Regions from separate parts of the Mus musculus genome. Here region 2 is linked to region 1. The links are chromatin contacts, called in public HiChIP or PLAC-seq maps. All regions are on one chromosome and are shown on one strand. Each heading gives the region's core, a stretch centred on a gene start, on an enhancer-like site or on the middle of the called end of the contact. The rest is flanking DNA. Distances are from core to core; before and after follow the strand shown. Region 1 overlaps Gm13391 (a long non-coding RNA gene). Region 2 overlaps Celf2 (CUGBP, Elav-like family member 2).

Region 1 (3,647 bases), core at 598-3,097:
TTTTAAGTTAACTGTGTTTATGACTATGCTAGTGAGAGAGCACAGAACGCACATGCCCAATAGTAATATTTAGTGTGGGAGACAGAAATAAATGTGGGCAAAGGTCAAATCCGGGCTTCTGATTCCAGGCAGCTCCCTGATCTCCCAGATGCACATGTTCTCTTCTTCGGAGAGTTCTACTTTCCACGACATACTGATCCTACAACAAACTCAGAGTTAATTGAGCTGCTTAGCATGCTCACGGGTGTCCTTGCGCATTGCAAAAGACCACCTTCTCACCTTCTTCCTAAGGGACTGGGTCGGAGCAAACCTGGGGAATTAGAGAGGTGGTGAGAAAGGTCCCTAAATTTTGGCCTTTAGAAGCCTCTCCTGACAGAGAACAGAGTTGTCTGAATACGTGCCCCCAGGGGGGCTGTGAAGATTGAGCCAATGGAGATCATTTCAAAGAGTAATTAGCACAAAATGGAAGCCGGATAAATGACAGGCAGTCTGTTGTTATAGCTACCAATGATCTGGACTAGTGGGACCCTTCGTTTCAGTGCCCAACCTAAAGAAAGGATAGCATTCCAATGAATGCTCTTATGACGTCTGGGCTGGTGGCAGGATTCTGAGATACAGAAAATGCCTCGTTTCTGGACAGTAAAGATTACAGGGAATTACATCCCAGGCTAGAGGGGGCACAAACGCTGAACTGTACCTCACTACTTCTTCCCTTCCTCTCTTAATCAATGAAACCCTTTACTAAGGACAGCTGGGTGTATGACCTGCAGATTAGAAAGTATACTTCCCAGAACCCACTGCAGTTACGTGTGACTAGCTAGATTCTGACCCACAAAGTGGTTTGTGTAAGTTACAGACCATTTGCAGGAAGAAACGTCTTATGTAGACTGGAAGTTAGCTGTGATGGAATGACTCTAACCCAATCCTGCAGGCAAAGAAGTCACTCTTGTGGCTAGAAGACAGTGTGGGCATGGACCTCGGGTCCCCAGGGATCCTGTGGAGACAAAACTTTAATATCCAAGGCTCCCTTGCCCTATCCCACTAGTGCCTTCCTTGTCACTGAGAAGCAGACTAGAAAGAAAGAGGTGGACCAGTTTGCCTCTGGGGTCGAGGATTCCAGACCAAGAGGAGCCTGGATGTGGGCTGGATGGACAAGATCGCACAGGATCTGGACAGAACCAGCTGTGTGGAGGGGTGGGTGGGTCATGTGTAACTGGACCAGACACTGCGTCAGCACAGAAGATGTCCTCCTCTTCTAAGTAAGTTTCCTTCTTAACTAACTTACTTTCTTTCTTTCTTTCTTTCTTTCTTTCTTTCTTCCTTCCTTCCTTCCTTCCTTCCTTCCTTTCGTTGTTGTTGTTGTTGTTGTTGTTGCTGTTGTTGTTGTTGTTGTTTGAGACAGGGTTTCTCTGTATAGCTCTGGCTGTCCTGGAACTCACTTTGTAGACCAGGCTGGCCTCAAACTCAGAAATCCACCTGCCTCTGCCTCCCAAGTTCTGGGATTAAAGGCATGTGCCACCACGCCCGGCTCTTGACTACCTTTCATCTGAGCTCATTCTAAGCCCTGGCTATGCATGCACTGCCTGACCAGCACTGGTCTGAGGGCTATCAGCAGAGGGGATGCTGTAGCTACCCGAATGCACTGTTTGTTTTCAGTGGACATTGCTTGCCCTACCCTTCCTTTCTTCCTTCCTGTGGACAGCAACGTGAAAGAGCGACTCAGTTTCTAGCTCAACAGTGGACTCAGCGTAAAGGTCAGCAGAGTGACAAGACAGAAGACGCTGTGTTCCTGTCCACATGTAGATTGAAGTCATTCTAATGAGGCGCACTTGAGCCTGTATGTGAATCCTGCCACTAGGTGGCGCATTGCAGACTAGCATTTGCCAGAAGCAAGCACTGAACTGCCGTCTAGGGACCTACTGTCTTCTATCTCCCTCCCTAACTCTGTAAAACCTGGCTGAGACCTTGACTCATTCACGCCGCTGTTGTCTACTTTCAGATGACAACAGTGGCTGTTGTCCTCACAGGTGTGTGTGAGCCTCAGGTAAAGCGAGGCTGTAAAATTCAGAGGCCGCTTAGAGATGTGGTGGTATCTGGGGGTTGCAATCCCTGCACTCAAGGGACTGAGGCTCGAGGGTACTGAGTTTGAGACTAACCTGTCTCCAGGAAAAGAGAGGAGGTGGAGCAAACTCTAAAGTTGCTATGACAGCAAATTAGCTTAGCAATCACTGGGTAGAGTTCTGAGAATTCTTTGCCCTAGAGTGGCATGTTCTAAATTTCCAGCCAATGGGAAAACAACAACAACCCAAAACAAGACAATAAGGAAAATCTCCTCGGGCAATGTGAACCAGCCGGCTTGTCTCCCGGAATCAATCAGTCATTCCCATGTTGGGGGAAAGCCTGCTGAGGCATGCGGTGGGTGGGCTGCTCAGGGTGGTTAAGTCCCCTTCCCTTTTGGGCTCCAAACACCACGATCAGAGGACTGCTGAGCCCGCAAGTGTGCTGATTTCTCCACATGAAGCTATTGCTGCCCAGGAAGCCATAGGGTCACCTGGAGGTGGCACTAGGCAGAGAGACACAGGAGAGCCACTGTTGCTGCCTTGGGTTCAGCCTCCCTCACATGCCCTGCTGGGTTCCAGGAAGACTCTGGGTCCTCAGTGAGCCTTAATCTCCTCCACTGGGAAATAAGGCCCCTGTACAACAACAGCCCAGCACCCGAGGAGTGATGAACACTGACATCACACTCACAGGACAGAAAACAGCTCAGTATACACTGTGCCTTCCACATACACTTGTTCGTGGGCATCATACATGCATATGCACGCACGCACGCACGCACACACACACATATACCAATAAAAATATTTTTCAAGTTATTAAGAAGTATGGCGTGGTGTGGTGTGTCTACACGTCCCCATGGGTGTGTGCATGGTTTGCACGCAGACATGTGCTCACCTGTGGTATGTGGAGGACAGAGGCAATGTCACTTGTCTCCCTCCGCTGCTTTCTATTTTATGCTCTCTCCAAACCTGGAGCTCAGCAATGCAGGTAGTCAGCTGGCCAATAAGCTCTATAAACTAGCCCCCCATCCCACCCTACCCCCACCCCACATCTATAATAACAAACATCTACCGCCATGCCTGACTTTGACACAGTGATGGAATCTGAACTGAGCACGTTACCAACTGAGCCATGTCCCCAGTCCCTAAAAAATACACCTTTTGAAAAGTGGAAGAGTTGAAGCACATTTAAATGCCTGATAATCCCTGACTTAGCTCATTTTCAACACATAGCCAGTCTTGTTTGACTATATCATCTGCTTCTTCTCACCCATAATTATTCCAATACTTATCTCATTTCGTCTGTGTCTTAATCTGTAACTCTAAATGATAGACCCTTTAAAAAACAGAACTGTGCTTTGATCAGACCTCAAAATAATTTAATTAATGACAAGAAGACCGAGGCCTATATTCTGTGTATATTTAATAGTTATAAACAGGGTGGGTGGGTAGCTCGTTAGCAAACTACTTGTCAGCGTGGGGCCTGAGTTTGAACCCAGCACCATCCTAAAACTATAGACATAATGTCATATGCTCATAACCCCAGTGCTGGAGTCAGAAACAAGAAGATGGCTGGTGGACCTAGCT
Region 2 (3,660 bases), core at 507-3,006, 240 kb before region 1:
ACCACAACACTGAAAAGGAAGTAAATGTGTTAACAGTTTTGATAGATACATTTCTCTAAAACATATATTATCTAATACATGTATCCCTTCCAGAAAGATTTAAATTGTGTTTACTAGGAAAATATTATGATAAATGCTAGTAATTCGGAATTGGTCCTGTTGCCATATTTCACACACACACACACACACACACACGTGTACATGAGCATGGCTGCATAAGAAAGTGAATATGGCTAATCATTCTCACTTTCCACAGGACTTTTGAAGGTTCTTCTTTAAATCAGCTTAGTTTGGTATTTGTTTTCTTTATGTCTGTGAGAATGTTTAGCAACAGAATATGGGTTTATTTAAAAGAAAATATAACCCACATGCTTGACTGCATTGAGAGTAACCAGTGAAAGAACAACTACATTGTGCACACCACTGCTGCCCTCCAGGCACATTGTCCTTCTCCCTGCTCCTAATAGAGACAGGGAGCATCCAGCTTCAGTGTTGACACTGAGCAACATGCTTCAGTGGGACAAAACAAAACTGGACTTTGGGGGGTTTGTTTATTTGTATATATTTTAAAGTCTTTTGTAAAATACTCAATAAGGAATTACATTTTATAGTGAAGGGCCATTTTGTCCTTTCTCTTTCCGACTCCTTAAGTAACTTGTTCACTTTGGTGATGATACTGATTAACCCAGGACAGGATAAGGAGATCTTTTAGCTCCTGCTGTTTCCAAAACATTTCCCCCATACTGTAATGAAAGGGGAGGAGAGGTTTGTGGGCAGTTACAATCTCCATCGATCCTGAGGGAAGCTGATGTGTTTTAACAGTGGCCTTAGAGGGCAACCATGTGTAGCTCAATTCACACAGCCTGATTAAAACAAGTAATAAACAAACAAACAGCAGCACAGGGTTCCTGGGAGAAGGTAAACTTTGACTGGGAGCTCTTGCCACATTACCTGCTGCGTGCCCTCTGTCCTACTGCAGTGTCACTTGGTCTTTTACTAAGCAACCCAGTTAGGCAGAGAAAAGTAAGTGCCATTTCCAGGCCCAGTCCCCACTCCTCGCCAACCAGGCTGCTGAGTGTGTTACTCTCTTTGTGAAGTGGACATCTGTCAAACGGGAGCTCAACTGTGACTAGCAGTTCATTTTACACAGGCCATCATACAGCTGCCAGATGGTGACAGGCCTTAGCTGTTTTGTGAGTCCAGTGTGAGTTGTTCAACTCGAGAAGTGGAAAACACAGTCTTTCCACAAGCCTATGACTCTTCAGAGAAAATGCTTCTGGAAGCCAAGACTTTGCTCTAATCTGAGTGAAGGTAGAAAAAGACTTAAGAAAGGGTAATGAGTAAATATACCACATTTAAAAATTGCTTCTTTTAGGTTTTAGTCTTTATCTAATTGTGCTTTAATCTGTGTTTGGAAGCACTGCTTTTAAGCCAGACATGCCAGACTTTAGAGTTAAGTCCCAAGGCCAATAAGTTTGAGATCATTTAAGAAACAAAAGGGGAGTGCCATGGCAGAACCTAGTTGTCTAACCAAGCTCAGTGCCATGGCAGAATGTGGTTGTCTAACCAAGCTCATCACTAGTGTGTGGACCTGCCACACATCCTCAGGACTGGGATGCTTGGGAGATAAGGAAGAGATACTGGCTCTGGCTTCCTTCACCATGCATCAGCCAAGGAGCTGCATGAGAGTGAATAGAACTGTGGTGAGCTGCCCTAGCAACAGTCCTGTGCTACCGACTCTCCATCACATGTCTGCAATGAAAACACTGTGCTTTGAGAGGACTTTAAAGTCAGGAAACCGTTAAACCACACTGCATCCTCCTTTGCCCTCAACCACTCCCCCTCCCCCCCTCAGGAAAATGGACCCTCTTTTATAGAACAGGAACCTGAAACAAAGATTAAGTGGTATGTTTGAACAGAGTTTATAATCCCAGGAAAATTGCTGATCTAGTCTTAAAATCTAACACATCTTTCAGAGTAATTTTTAATGTTCTTGCTTCTTTTACCTAAACCATGTGTGTTTCTTGTGACCTTGATTTAACCTTAATAGTGTATATGAAGTTCAAAAGGCAGCTTAGCCTCCATCTTTTTTGTTCCTGGCATTTTTTTTTTCAAATAAAAAGAGTCATATAATATTATACTGTTAAAAATCAAAGCTCGATGAACACTTTGAAAATCTTTTTGAGTTTTTAAGACTTATTTTCATAAATCTTCATACATTTCTTGTTAGAAGAATGTCTTTTGTATTCCAAAAACTCCTATGCCTCGATCAGTGTCTAGAATGAGAGAGACATTCAAAATTCTCCGAAGACTGACTGAATGAAATGAGCTCTACTTTGTGGCTTAGCACTAGCTTACCCGTTTTTAGTTATTCTCACCAAGCAGGCACAAGCTTCTGTACATCTGTGCGCTTACACTGCCATCCCTATGTGATAGACAGTGTGAGGTAGCCTGGAAATACAAGGACAGCGTGGTCTAGGTCCACAGCGTTTTAATACTCTTTTAGAAATTGGAGTAGAGTGTACCATTTTATAGTTGAATTTGTGTTTGTCTGTGCTTGCACATGCATGTATGTATTATAGAAAGGGGAATTGTAACATTCTTTTTTAAAGCTGTGACCAAAGAAATGATATTAACAATAGTAATGTACAAATCAAACAAAAGAATATCAGTACTGTTCTGTGTTCATTTTCGATGTGTGCATTACCTTGCCAGATACACACTAAAAACCAGACTTCTAATAGTAGAACTTACTAGGTTTCAGGGAAGGCTGCACCTAACCTCTACTCAGCACAGCTAAAAAGGAAGTTTTCACTTGGGCTGGCAAGATGACTCGTTGGTTAAGTGTGCTTGTTGGACAAGGCTGATGATTTGAGTTTGATCCCCAGGACCCACATGAAAGGGGTCGGTAAGGACAGACGTCACCAAGTTGTCCACACACACCTTTTTTTTAAAAAAGATGTTTGCTCTACCCACAATCCTGCTGTGATGTCTGTTAGCACTCCAAAATGTACAGAACTGAGGCGCTTCTTATGTGTGGTTCTATTTATTGACGCATTTATAACCCTCAGTTACTTGGGACCAGAAGGAGCAGACCGACAGTGCGTTTTATAAATTGCTGAACTGACACTTTTGGTACTGGGGCATATGCGCTTTACTAGCTTCAGTACATCTCTGTGCCAGGTTTAATTTCTGTTTCCCCTTCGCCTACCAGATAGAACACTAACTTTACATAAAAGGTATGGACTTGAATGATGGTATAACTGAAAAAGTTACTGGTCATGATTGAGAACAGGGTGTGTGAAGTAAGATCGTAACTGCCCTCAGTCTCTGACCTCCAACCCCTCCATGATCTAGAATAAGCTGCTTGATTTCTCCTGCCTTAGCTTCCTAATCAACAAAGCCGCACGGGGTTGTTACACAGTTAAGTAAAGGAGATCCTAATTTAGAGCACTCGTGGATGCCTTATGTCCAAGAAGCTGTTTCTTCAGCTGAGGAAGCGGAAGTACAAGTTAGATGAGAACAGCCTTTGTTCAAAGCAGTTTGGCCTTTCAGTAAAAGCAGTCCTCAGTGTCATGGCAGTAATTACAGCATGGATACTTAAAGACTGCTTATGTGCCTGGATAGTGCCAAGGGCCTACTCTCCACTCTTATTACATA

What was found. HiChIP or PLAC-seq counts read pairs in DNA pulled down with a chosen protein or histone mark.
Region 2: a contact with region 1 is called in an H3K4me3 HiChIP or PLAC-seq map of bone marrow-derived macrophages, with 2.6 times the contacts expected there. The contact joins two enhancer-like sites. A contact is called at or near these places in 2 of 484 Hi-C or Micro-C datasets (CD4 T cells and peritoneal macrophages) and 1 of 115 datasets of contacts at active chromatin or transcription factors (bone marrow-derived macrophages).

Annotation. Positions count from the first base shown.
Region 1 is chr2:6,467,566-6,471,212 of GRCm38.p6, reverse strand. The region is part of intron 1 of Gm13391 (a long non-coding RNA gene); the gene reads right to left. Among named protein-coding and RNA genes, the nearest start is that of Gm13391, 3.3 kb to the right of the region's middle. Within about 2 kb of position 1,847, at least 10 of the 459 cell types and tissues checked have an H3K27ac peak or open chromatin away from gene starts, as enhancers often do. A contact at or near this core is called in bone marrow-derived macrophages, where this site is marked.
Region 2 is chr2:6,705,592-6,709,251 of GRCm38.p6, reverse strand. All of the region lies in intron 2 of Celf2 (CUGBP, Elav-like family member 2), which reads left to right. Among named protein-coding and RNA genes, the nearest start is that of Celf2, 180 kb to the left of the region's middle. Within about 2 kb of position 1,756, at least 128 of the 459 cell types and tissues checked have an H3K27ac peak or open chromatin away from gene starts, as enhancers often do. A contact at or near this core is called in bone marrow-derived macrophages, where this site is marked.